3 separate regions of the Mus musculus genome follow, and all the other regions are linked to region 1. A link is a contact called in public HiChIP or PLAC-seq and promoter capture Hi-C data. All regions are on one chromosome and are shown on one strand. Each heading gives the region's core, a stretch centred on a gene start, on an enhancer-like site or on the middle of the called end of the contact. The rest is flanking DNA. Distances are from core to core; before and after follow the strand shown.

Evidence for each region. Promoter capture Hi-C pulls out the DNA fragments that hold promoters and counts their contacts. HiChIP or PLAC-seq counts read pairs in DNA pulled down with a chosen protein or histone mark.
Region 2: a contact with region 1 is called in an H3K27ac HiChIP or PLAC-seq map of thymic regulatory T cells, with 8 times the contacts expected there. The contact joins the promoter of Ddx27 here to the promoter of Zmynd8 in region 1. A contact is called at or near these places in 3 of 39 promoter capture datasets (hippocampal neurons, liver and pre-B cells), 1 of 115 datasets of contacts at active chromatin or transcription factors (thymic regulatory T cells) and 1 of 9 other capture datasets (adipose tissue).
Region 3: a contact with region 1 is called in a promoter capture Hi-C map of liver, with 4 times the contacts expected there. The contact joins the promoter of Stau1 here to the promoter of Zmynd8 in region 1. A contact is called at or near these places in 6 of 39 promoter capture datasets (cranial neural crest, hippocampal neurons, liver and 2 more), 2 of 115 datasets of contacts at active chromatin or transcription factors (microglia and pancreatic cancer cells) and 2 of 9 other capture datasets (adipose tissue and liver).

The regions. Positions count from the first base shown.
Region 1 is chr2:165,883,110-165,887,119 of GRCm38.p6, forward strand. Zmynd8 (zinc finger, MYND-type containing 8) reads right to left here and starts at 1,729. Exons shown (of 23, transcript NM_001363020.1): 1 at 1,499-1,729. The coding sequence starts at 1,512. It overlaps 1810021M19Rik (a long non-coding RNA gene), which reads left to right and starts at 2,620. Exons shown (of 3, transcript XR_866948.2): 1 at 2,620-4,010.
Region 2 is chr2:167,013,669-167,017,678 of GRCm38.p6, forward strand. It overlaps Ddx27 (DEAD box helicase 27), which reads left to right and starts at 1,645. Exons shown (of 21, transcript NM_153065.3): 1 at 1,645-1,758. The coding sequence starts at 1,666.
Region 3 is chr2:166,994,243-166,998,252 of GRCm38.p6, forward strand. It overlaps Stau1 (staufen double-stranded RNA binding protein 1), which reads right to left and starts at 2,057. Exons shown (of 12, transcript NM_001109906.2): 1 at 1,792-2,057.

The sequences.
Region 1 (4,010 bases), core at 479-2,978:
ACAAGGAACCCAGTAATTCCTGCCCCCAGCGGAGAGTAAGCAGGAAGTGAGAGCTGCAGCCCTAACTGCAGATTAGCAGGAACAACAGTGGATTCCAGCCATCACCTAAACTCAAAGACACTCTCTGGAAGCCACCCTCTCCCCACCCCCATTACCACAGACCCCAGAGGTTCACCAAACTCTTGATCCACGTTCGCAGAGGAGGCAGGTTTACTTACCCAACACACGTTCAAGCAACCGTCTCACTTTTCCCCAGTTAGGAGGAGAGGACAGGCTGGCAGATTTGGGACTTGATCAAAAAGGAAATTTTTTTTTTTTTTTGGTAAACAGTTACATGGTATTATTAAAAACACACACCACCACCACCACCACCACCACTACAACAACCACAACAACACAACCCAGCAACTGGATATGGGATGCTGTCATGAGCCTCAGGTATGTATGAGCCATGTCCCCTGCACTGTATCACAGAAGACAGAAGATGATAGAATGTTTGAAAAGGGGGGAGGGAGACAAGGATAAAAGAGACATTAGCCCATGGAAAAATCATGCAAGAAGTATAAAACTAAAGGAGTCAGAGTCTTCACAGATCTCTTTTTTTCCCCCCTTCAGGATGTTATTCAAAATCTCTCCCCATCCCCACTCCCACCCCACCCACCCCCAACCCCCCAGGCACCAAGCCTACTCCAAAAACTCCCTCAGAGGCTAGGAAACACTTTCAGAACCATTTGCTGGCTGTAGGCTGACTTGAAGAACATTCTGTACCAAGCTAAGTCGGGGGGAGGAAAAAAAAACCCTGAACAATGTTGCTGCGAGTGCGAAGCTCTGGAGAGGAAGAGATGACAGTCCACACGCCACCACCCACCTAGGCCCAGGAACCAGCCTGGGTCCCTGAGTACTGTTCTTGTTCAGGCCTGACTTCTGGTGCAAACACGCATCCTCTCTTGTCAGAACTTAGCCCAGCCTTTCCCAGAACCGCTCTGGAGAAGCAAGCTGGCTTGCTCTGCTCTCTGCCACAGGCAGTCCTGAACTGTGCTGGGAGAAGACCTTCTGGCTTCTGGCTTACCTTCCATTTTCTTCCCCCAGCAGGCATGTGACACACAGCGGCCGACAGTGCAGGGGGAGGACTGTTCAGAGAGAGAGGGAGAGGGGGGAGAGGAAGGGAGGGAAAAATAAAATAAAAGAAGGGGGGATAATAGCTTCTCTTTTGGCATACCAGGATCTAGCTTCAAACTAGTCCAGAAATTCTTTGTCCTGGTCAAAATAAAGGTATTCCAAGCCCTCACCAGTCTGTAAAATCAAGCTATGGCTAATGGCTACTTAGCCATGTGACCCAAAAAGGAAAAAAAAAATCTCTCTAAACAGTCCCAAGTTACCCTAAGTGCTCTGGGGGGGGAAGTGTGGCAGAGCCAGGCTACAGAGAAATCACACTGCTAGTCCACGACTCGATGACTCGGAGGGAGGGGGGAAAAGATGGTTAAAAAGCCGAGCTTACCTCTGTGGATGCATTGTTAACTGTGTAATGTCAATACTTATAAAACATGGAGGACAGGCTCCTAGTTCTCACAGAAAAAGGGTTTGGCACTTCGGCTGATGATCTGGCCGCCTAATAAAAGCTCATCCCCGATTGGCTGCCCCGGCCAATCGGAGTGTAAAGCCGCCGCCGATTGGCTGAAACACTTCCTGAGCGATTATCTTTGTGAGGCTCGGGTGAGCAAGAGCCATCCTGTGCATAGAAAAAGACAGGCTAAGCTAGGCCTTCTGCAGGAGGGAAAACTTGGGACAGGGGCCTCCACAAGCACTTCTCCCACCCCCTGGCTCGATCCCCCAGGCCAGGCAAACCCGTGCAGCCAGCCTGACCTGCTCCAGCAAAGCCTGAAGCCAGCGCGCCACTGGGAAGGGCCCTTTTGGGGTGGGCTGGCTGACCCATCCACGCCTGCCCCCACACACAAGTCCTTCTCTAAGAAGGCGAGCAGGCCGTTTTATAGAACAAGCCAGCTTGAGTGGGTCTCAAAGGACAAAGTCGAGCTTAGGGGTGGAGAGAGCCCCAGGGAGGCAGAAGCAATAGGGACAAGGCCAGACGCAGGCCTCTGAGGGGGGCGGGGGGGGGGGGCGCGCGCGGGGAGTGAGACAGGCAGCCCGAGGGAGCCCCAACAAATCAGCAAGGGGCACCCAGGTTCCAGGGAGCTGAGAGGTGCAGCTTGCTGTGAGGTGGAGCGATCAAGTTTGCCTAGTCATGGTCAAAGTGGCTCTTGGAAAAAAGGCAGGCCCACAGAGCCATTTGCAAAACTGGGAGACCTCTAACCTCTCACCGCCACCCCTCAGCCGATCCTCAAAGACAAACCAAAAAGGGCTCTGTCAGGATGGCAAGGGAGATACCCTCTCCAGGCTTACCCTAAGAAAAGCCAAATGCGTTGCTAGCAGGCCACATGCCTCCATTTAAGTCTTCCCTCCCTCTGCTCCCTCCCCCCACCGATGAGGCCTGCTAAACCTGTCAGTTAAACAAAAATCTGACTTCCGTCTTAGTCTGTGATGCCTTCAGCTTCCTGCCTGTTAACCCTCTCTGGGACTCTGGGCCTCGCTGGGAAAAACTAGGCCCTGAGATTGTAGAAAAGGGCCTGTGGAAAAATACCAGCTGCAGCTCTCCGGGCAGATGCAGAGAGAGAGAGAGAGGGAGCTAGCTAGCTGCTGTCTCGCTTCTGCTTCCCAAGGAGGCGTGGACCTTGTGAATCCAGGGCATACAGGCAGTGCCTCTCAGTCAGAGAAGCCATTTAAATCCAGAGGGACAGAGAAAGATGTCAAACCGGGCCAGGAAACAAGCCCGTCCATTATAGTCAGGCCTACACACCCACAGGTTGGCCCTTTCTGCCACAATCGCCCCTGTATGTGTGTTCTGGGGGGAAACTGGGCCCTGTTTGGTGGGCAGACAAATCCCCTGGGCTTCGTAAGGCTTCTTGCTTCAATTTATTTCCACAGAGAACTGCTTCTTTTCGTCCCCTAAGGCAGATGGAAGGGCAATTTCACACACACAGCCTCACATTGGCAGTCCCCCTACTCCCCCCATCTCTGGCTCTGCTCCCCAGTAAAATATTAACTAGTTCCTCAGACCTGCTTAGAATTCTCCCCGATGGTGCTGGGTGGGAGACCAGTGCCTGATTCTTTCCTAAAAACTGTCATTTGTAGAAAAGGCACAGAGGAGAATCAAAAACTGTCCAAGGCTCTCTCCTATTCTTAGCTATTTTTTTAAAAACAACAACATCCTTAATTAACAAGATTCTTAAAAAAAAAAAAAAGACGCTAAATAAACACCTTTCTTCAGGGGCCGGCAGTTGATGCAGCCAGACACCAGGAGGTGGACCCAGAAAGCAATAAAGTCCCCCTCAGCTACTGAAACTAGGACTCATTCCTGCCTCCCCAGGCGTTTCCTCAAAGGAATTGAAGGGCTGAGCTGATGGCTTGCTCTCCCTGCCCCCCAAGGACAACAGATGCCCAGCAGGCCAGTGTGCACTCTCCCTGGCTGGGGAATCTGCTCTCAGGCTCCAGACCCAGCCAGGAATCTAAACACACAGTACTGCAGGACAAAACCCTGGCTTTGGAAAGGAGACAGGATTTTGTTTGAACCAGCTGAGGTCGATAGCAGCAGGGGACAACTCCAGAGCCACTAGGCCTGACAAAGGCACTCAGGACAACAGGCCTGGCTTCACCCAAAGGGAAGGGTCGGCTCTTACTGGGGAGGGAAACCTTACTGGGACCAAACAGGGAACCTGAGGCCTGATCCGGGCACCCTCCCCTTCATGTGGCTTCGGACTCTACTATCAGCCATATGAAGTATGGCTTGGGGGGTGAGGGGAGGCGACAACACACGGAGTTGCTGATAGGTCTTGGGGACACCTAACTTCCCAATTGGAAAAGAGAATACATACACAGCAGGGGAGCGCATGGATTAAAGCTTGTTGTGTAAGCGGGAGCGCGCGCGCGCGCGCGCGCACACACACACACACACACAC
Region 2 (4,010 bases), core at 395-2,894, 1.1 Mb after region 1:
AAGAGCAGTTGGTGCTCTTAACCGCTGAGTCCTTGGTCACTGTTTTATTACTGTGAAGGGACACCATGACAAAGCGTTTAATTAGGCTGTTCTTACAATTTCAGCGCTTTTGTTCATTGTCTTCATGGTGGAGAGCTGTGTGCATGCAGACACAGTTGTAGCTTTAATTTTTTTTTCTCGACCGTATTTTTTGTTTTGTTTTGTTTTCTTTCTTTCTCTTTTTTTTCTCTGGTTTGGTTTTTTGAGACAGGGTTTCTCTGTATAGCCCTGGCTGTCCTGGAACTCACTTTGTAGACCAGGCTGGCTTGAACTCAGAAATCTGCCTGCCTCTGCCTCCCAAGTGCTGGGATTAAAGGCATGTGTCACCATGCCTGGCTTTTTTTTTTTTTTTTTTTTTCTGAGACAGGATTTCTCTATATAGCCCTGGCTGTCCCAGAACTCACTTTGTATACCAGACTGGTCTCAAACTCAGAAATCTGCCTGCCTCTGCCTCCCAAGTACCCGTACTTTTAATGTTTTTTTTTTTTTTTTTTTAAGATTTTATTTATTTATTTATTTATTATATATAAGTACACTGTCGCTGTCTTCAGACACTCCAGAAGAGGGAGTCAGATTTTGTTACGGATGGTTGTGAGCCACCATGTGGTTGCTGGGATTTGAACTCTGGACCTTCGGAAGAACAGTCGGGTGCTCTTACCCACTGAGCCATCTCACCAGCCCATACCCGTACTTTTAATAATGGTTCATAAATGCTTTAACCTCTCTTGTAGTCTACTACTCACCAGAGGCAGTGGAAAAGAAGGGATACAGACCAAAAGGTCCAGAGTTCAAATCCCATCAACCACATGGTGGCTCACAACCATCCGTAACAAGATCTGACTCCCTCTTCTGGTGGGTCTGAAGACAGCTACAGTGTACTTACATATAATAATAAATAAATCTTTAAAAAAAAAAAAAGAAAAGAAAATAGAACTTACAATTCGACCATCCTTAAAATATTATCTATTATTTAAACTTTTATGTGCCTGCATCATGCCTGCATACATGTCTGTGCACCAGATGTTCCCAGTGGCCGCAGAGGTCAGATACGGAGTTACAGACAGCTGTGAGCCACCTTGTGGGTGCTAGGAATCAAACCTGGGTCTTCTGCAGGAGCAACCAGTGCTCTTAGCCACTAAACCAGCCCTCCAGGAATCCAGCCCCCTGTTAATTATTATAATTGTGTATACAGAGGGGCGTGTTCACTTGAAAAGGGTGTGAAGATCAGAGGACAACTCTGGATTCCGAGCTCTTCTTTCCCCTTGTAGGTACCGGGATCGCACTCAGGAGTAGTGTGGCCTTTGCCATGCTGAGCCAGATGGCAGCCCTGACTACCATTTTGTTGTTAAGTTCCCAAATGTACACATACTTCTAATTTTTCCCTCACCTTTACACACTCTCAGACTTCTATTTCTTTCCCAAAACAAAGTAGTTTTCTAATCTAAACAACGCCCCACCCATTTGATTTTATTATTGGAAACCACGCAGGCCCGCGAAGTCTCAAAGTGCCGCCCCCGAGCGGAAGTGACGTGAAGCACATGCGCGCGACGCCGAGCGGGTCGCGGAAAAGGCGGGTCGTGTCGGCGCGCCGCACTCGCTACGTCCGGAAGTGGCTGCTTCTTCAGCATGCTGGCGGAGCTCGGCTTCATCCGGACCATCGGCGAGAATGACGAGGTGCCGGTTGAGCCCGAGTCGGACTCCGGAGACGAGGAGGAGGAGGTAGGAGCCGGCGGGAGAAGGGGCCGTGGGCGGGAGCGGCCGGGAACCAGCTGCGGGCCCCAGGCCCTCCTCAGCGTGCTCAGGTGTCCCCATGCAGGCCGTGTCACCAAGCTGTGCGGAGTCGAACTTCGCAGGCGAAGTCAGTCTTGCTTCCTGCCCAGTCGGGGACACATGCTCCCACCTATCCATCAAGCCTCCCAAGGGGGTTCTAGTGATGCTAGGCGGTGGGGATGTAGCCCTGAGAAAGTGGCTCCAGGGTGAGTGGCGAGAGAAAAAGACCCAAACCCAAACTCTCAGTGCCTCACACCGGCGTCAGCCAGCCTCACACGACACTAAGGATGGCCCAGGCCCTCTGCAGTCCGATTCCGAGAAAGCTGATGTCTAAGGCTCCAGTCTTTAAGGATGTTGCTGGGAGGTCGTTTGGAGCTCTGCTGGTCAGTTTAGGCGTCTGTCCAAGGCTTCTATCCCTCTGTCCATCCACACTCCGGTCTTTGCAAGTCCCACCCGCACACCTGCAAACCTGTGCCCCTCACATACTTCAGTTTCCAGCTTGGTGGTCTCCTTACCAAGTAGCTGAGTGGTCTCAGTGGTCTGAGTGGTTCCAGCCATGCAGCTAAGTTTTTGTGGCTTTCAGAGTCAGGCCAGGCTCTGTTGTCTTTTCTGCCATTTGACCCTCAGCAGCCTTCCTTGTCCTGGCAACACCGACATACCATTCCATTTCATGTCTTAGAAACTTGTGTTCTTTTTCTGCTCAGAGCCTTTCACATCTCTACCCAGCCCACTCCCCCAGGCTTTCTCTCTATAGCCCTGGCTGTCCTGGACCTACCTCGGTAGACTTCGAACTCAGATCTGCCTGCCTCTGCCTCCTGAGTGCTGGGATTAAAGGTGTGCCCAGCTTCTCTTCACACTTCTGCTCTCTGCCTGGAAGGCTTCCCTCAGTAGTTCTCCACCTGTGGCTCCAGACCCTGGGGACCCTAGGATCTCATTTCAGATATTTACATTATGATTTATAACAGTAATGAATTATGGTTATGAAGTCTCAACGGAAATAACTTTATGGTTTGGGGTCACCACCATCTGGGTTGGGAAGGTTGTGAACCATGTGTCTAGATGTCTCAGTCTGCTCTGGCTTTTTTTCTCTCCACAACAGGAGGGTTTCATTCTGGAACCCTCCTGCTGCCTCCGCTTCCCTCCGGGCTACCACTGTACAGGACAACAGTTTTCTGATGTCTGCCATTGGCATGAGGCATTTTAAATCGATCCAGGTTTGGGAGCAAGTACCTTGGTGTCCAGGATGGAGGATGACTTTGTCTCTCCTGGCATGTACTGGGTGGTGGCCGGGAGAGACTTAGCTCATGTATTACCTGCTCTGTAAGGCAGAACTAGAGCAGTGCCTCACTCCGTAAGAAGCTTGTTGGTATCCAATTCTGTATCAGTTTTGTGTTTCCTTTTGAAACTGGATCTTGGATACATTTGAGCTTCTGACGGTCCTGTTGCTGTTTGCATTGTTTATGCACATTCATATGTGTGCCTGTGTACATGTTCTTGTGCGCGTACTTGTTCACATGCACGTGTGTGGGGCCAGAGAACAACTTTGTGGGCTGTTACTCCAGTTGTCCACCTTGCTTAGAGACGGGATCTTACATAGGTATGGAATTCACTGGCTAGACTATACTGGCCATTATTACACTCCCCATCCCCCATGTCTCACCCCCATGTGTGTGTCTACACTCTTGCAAGTGTAGTATATGTGTGTAGGTACAAGCATGTGTTAGCAGGCCAGAGGTTAATGTATATCAAGTGTCTGTCATTTCTTGGGAGCTGTCCACTTTGTTTTTGGAAACCATTCTCTTACTGGAACATAGGACTTAACAGGGAGGGTCAGCTGACCAGTCAGCTTCTGCAGAGATGTCAGTTTCTGCCTTCTCAGAAGTTTTGGAGATGTGGAGACATGGTTCTGTGTCAACCCTGGCTGACTGACATCTGCCTGACACCTCTACCTCCCAAGTGCTGGAATTAAAGGTGTGCACCACCACATCCAGCTTAAGGTTTATTCATCTATGTTGAGACAGGTTCTCCCAAGTAGCCCTGGCTGTTTGGTACTCATAGAGATGCACCTGCCTTTGCCTCCCTAGTTGTGAGATTAGAGGCATGCCCTACAGCCACCACTGCCTCGTTTCTTTTGTATTCTATGTGTTGATTTGACCCCAGGTAGGCTTTTCCAGCTGGTCCACCCGTGCTTCCAGCTGTGA
Region 3 (4,010 bases), core at 807-3,306, 1.1 Mb after region 1:
GGGGGATGCCTATGACACTAAGCACAGATTTAAAAAAAAAAAAATTTTTTTTTTGAGGTATTGAGATGGCTCTGTATGTCAAGTCTTTCAGCAAGGAACCTGGCAACCTACTGAATCTCACAAGTTGTGCTCTGACTTCCACAACAGCTGCTGCTGATATAATGCTCAAAAATAAAATGGTAGCACGCACGTTTAATCCCAGCACTTGGGAGGCAGAGGCAGGCGGATTTCTGAGTTTGAGGCCAGCCTGGTCTACAGAGTGAGTTCCAGGACAGCCAGGGCTATACAGAGAAACCCTGTCTGGAAAAAACAAAAAATAAAAAAATAAAAAATAAATTAAAAAAAAGTTACTTAATCTTACTAAAGAAAATCAAGGCTGAGTCAGAATAAAGACAGTCTCCTAAAAGTTCACTAGAATGGCCAAGACTTCTTCCTCCACACTCCCCAAATGTATTTTTAGTTTTTGCTTCAACAAGTAGTGATGTAATTTACATTTGGTAAGTACAAATCCCTGAAAGATCAAAATCCCAGTTTAAATCTCTTCCAACACTTCCAATTCTCAAGAATTACCGCTACTCAGCCTGGTCTACAGCACAAGCTTCTTCTTCCAGGAGAGCCAGGACTGTGCCGAGAAACCACGTCTCAAGCAAGCAAGCAAGCAAGCAAGCAAACAGAATTATTACAGCTACAAGCAATTGAAAACAGTGACCTTAAAAAAGGCATACAATACAATGGGCAAAACGCAAAACGGAACAAAATAAAAGCTTCGCCCATAAGTAGGGAGGTGAGGCCAGAGCTTAAGAGAAACTGATAACTAGGGAGGGCCTCAGCTAAAGAAAGTTAAGAGCTACAGATGCGAACCAGGAAACCACGGTTTTCGAATCTTTGCATACTCCACCTCCAGAGCCTGACACACAAGAAGGCTCCAAAAAGGTCTGCTAAACCCAAGAGAAGCTTATGCCAGCAACTTTCTCATAAAAAGGAATGGCAATAAGGTTCTGGATGGTGGCAGGGAGACATGGGACAGGGTGCGGAGCCTAGGGGAGCCGGTGAAGTCCCTACAGCTGGTTTCACAGACATGATGATGGCTTTACATCCATACCCTGTCTGCTACAGTGTCCCCATTAAGCGCCCGCCCCTCTCTGGTGCCAAGCGAGCACAATGCTCAGGCACTGCCAGTGGGCACGCGGGATTCTTCTGCCTCGGAGAAAACCCTAGTGGAAAGGAAGGTCAACTTATGTTCCGTCTGCACCCTAAATTATACCTTCATATCATCTTAATAAATTATGCAAACGGCTTATTGGGACACGACGTGGGTCTGGCACACTGATAAGCACTTTACACGCCCCATTTCACTGCACAACTTCACAGCCTGAAGAGGCAGGGACCGGGTTGGGACAGGATTAATACTATTCCCCCTCCTTCTCCCCCTCATAACAGAGACACAAAGAATACGAAGTGACTGACGAAGGGGGCCGAGCCGGGAATTGGCACCTCATCCCGCGGCTCGGCACTGGCCGCGACACTGTGCATAGCACCGAAACCCGGGGGGCCTCCGGACCGACGCTGCCCCTGCCCGCCCGCGCCCCCCGCGTTAACTCCGGCACAGGGCCCACGAGCGGCGCGGAGGGCCCGCCTCCTCCGGGAAGGCCCCGCAGGCGGAGACGGGCCTGGGCCGCGGCTCGCGCGCCCGCAAGGCCTAGCCCACCCGCCGCCCACCTCCCGCTGACGCCGTGCCTGCGTGGGTCCTTCCGCGACCCGCTCCGACCCGGCCCGGACCGGCCGCCTTACCTGGCTGCTTCCCCAGAGCTCGTCCCGGGGCCGGCGGTCTTGGGCGGCGGCGAGGAGGTGAAGAAGCAAGTGAAGACGGCGAGGAAAAAGGGACCGACCAGAGGAGGGAAGAGGCGGAGTGGCGGAGGCGAAGGCGGGCGCCGCCAGGCCGGGGCTCAGAAGAAGGGGGAGCGCACACAGACGCGACGACAGCCAGCGCAAACGCTGAAGAGCGGCTCGGGGCCCGCAGCCTGGCAGGAAGTGACGGGGGAGGGGCCGCGCCCGCCCCCGGCCCCCGCCCGCCTCCATGCCGGCCCCACCCCCTACACACCGCGGCAGGAACCACAAGTCCCAGCGGGCGCCGCGTCCCGCATGCGCTCTCTAGGCACGCAAGGCCCACAAGGGCCGGGCACGGCTGCGCTGGGTCCGAGGCATGTTGGGAGTTGTAGTTTCCCAGGAGCTCGGTCTCGGCAGGGAATACAGGCCTCGCTTCCTTTCTTTTCTAGGCTTTCTGTTCCCTTCCTACAGTCACCCCTTTTTCCCTACGCTAACTTTTGTTAACCTGCTGCTGCGTGCAAGACCGAAAGCTGAGAATACAGTGAGAATGCACAAGTCCCTGCCCTTATGGAGTTTACTGGGGAAGTCAGAGTAAATGAAGTCTGAGCCGAAAACAGACAAGCACAAGTGCTGTCTGGTTCCTTTCCCGCAGCTCTAAACTGAGTGTGGTTCTGTGGACAAGAGGCTGGTGTGGGCTTGTTTAGTGTAGTCCTGGGGATTGAAGCAAACTTCTACCGCTCAGCTCCATCTTCACTAGTCTTATAGCTTGGGTTTTCTTGCCTTGGTGTTTTGAGTTCAGGCATCCACGGAGTCCAGTGCTGGCGTTGCCTGCCTGGTGTAGGAGTTTCAGGCAGTTGTGAGGTAGATCCTCTTCAAGTGTTCTTAACTGTTAGCCACCTATCTCTCCAGCCCTATAGCAACCCTTTTATGTAGCAACCCTTTTATGTAGCGGGGGAGACAGGTCTTTAGAATTAGATGGGGTCCTTACCGGAGGTTGTGGGAGCTGAGTCGCTGGCATCCTCTGGGCTTTTTTTTTTTTTAAGATTTATTTATTATTATTTGTAAGTACATTGTGAAGAGGGCATCAGATCTCATTATGGATGGTTGTGAGCCACCATGTGGTTGCTGGGAATTGAACTCAGGACCTTTAGAAGAGCAGTCAGTGCTCTTAACCGCTGAGCCATCTCTGTAGCCCCCCTCTGGGCTTATTTTAAGTGGTGCCTGTGGTTGATGCACCTAGGTAAACATCATAGCTAGATACCCAAGACTCCGGGTTCCATCCCTACCCCAAAAGGGGAAAAAAAAAAAAACCTAGCCAGTTGGTGGTGTCTGGAAACACAAACAAACAAACAAATAAATAAATAAAAATAGCATGCCTAACAGCCCAGTCTCCTTGCCAAGGCACTGTGGCTGACTTTGCATGAATTCATGATGACGTCTGCTGTAGCTAAAAAGACCCTCCTCTGACTTGCAGAGACACTGGGGGGCGCCTTTATCTGAATTAAGTCTTCTTAGTTTGCTTTTTGTAAAACCCAGTGACACTGAGTTCCAGAACCAGCCGTTCCTTCCAGTTCCCAGCCAACTCCGCTAAGTAAGCAACACATAGGCAGTTAGGGCAGTGAAGATGCCCACCGGGTAAAATGTGCGTATTTACGCACAAAATAATCAATTTTGGTGGGTTTGGGGTTTTTTTTGTTTGTTTGTTTTTTGTTTTTTGGGTTTTGTTTTGTTTGAAATGGGGTCTTACTATTTAGCTCTGGCTGGCCTCAAATTTGGAGAGATCAGAATACCTCTGCCTCCTGGGTGCTGGAATTAAAGGTGTGTGCCACCACCACACGGCCAGCTTAAATTAATGAACTCTCCCACCCCAGTTTCACTGTGTAGCCCTGGCTCTCCTGGAACTCCCTCTGTATACCACACTGGCTTCAAACTCACAGAGATCCTCCTGCCTCTGCCTCCGGAGTGCTAGGACTAAAGGTGCGTGCCACCATCCCCCCAGCATAGATTGTATTCTTTAATTTTGGTTTGTTTGCACAAAGTTTTGCTATGCTGCCCAAGCTGGCCTCTGCCTCTGGAGCAGTGGTTCTCAGCCTTCCTAACACAGTGGTGCTTTAACACAGTTCCTCATGCTGTGGTGACCCCAACCATAAAATTATTTGTGTTGTTACTTCACAACTGTAATT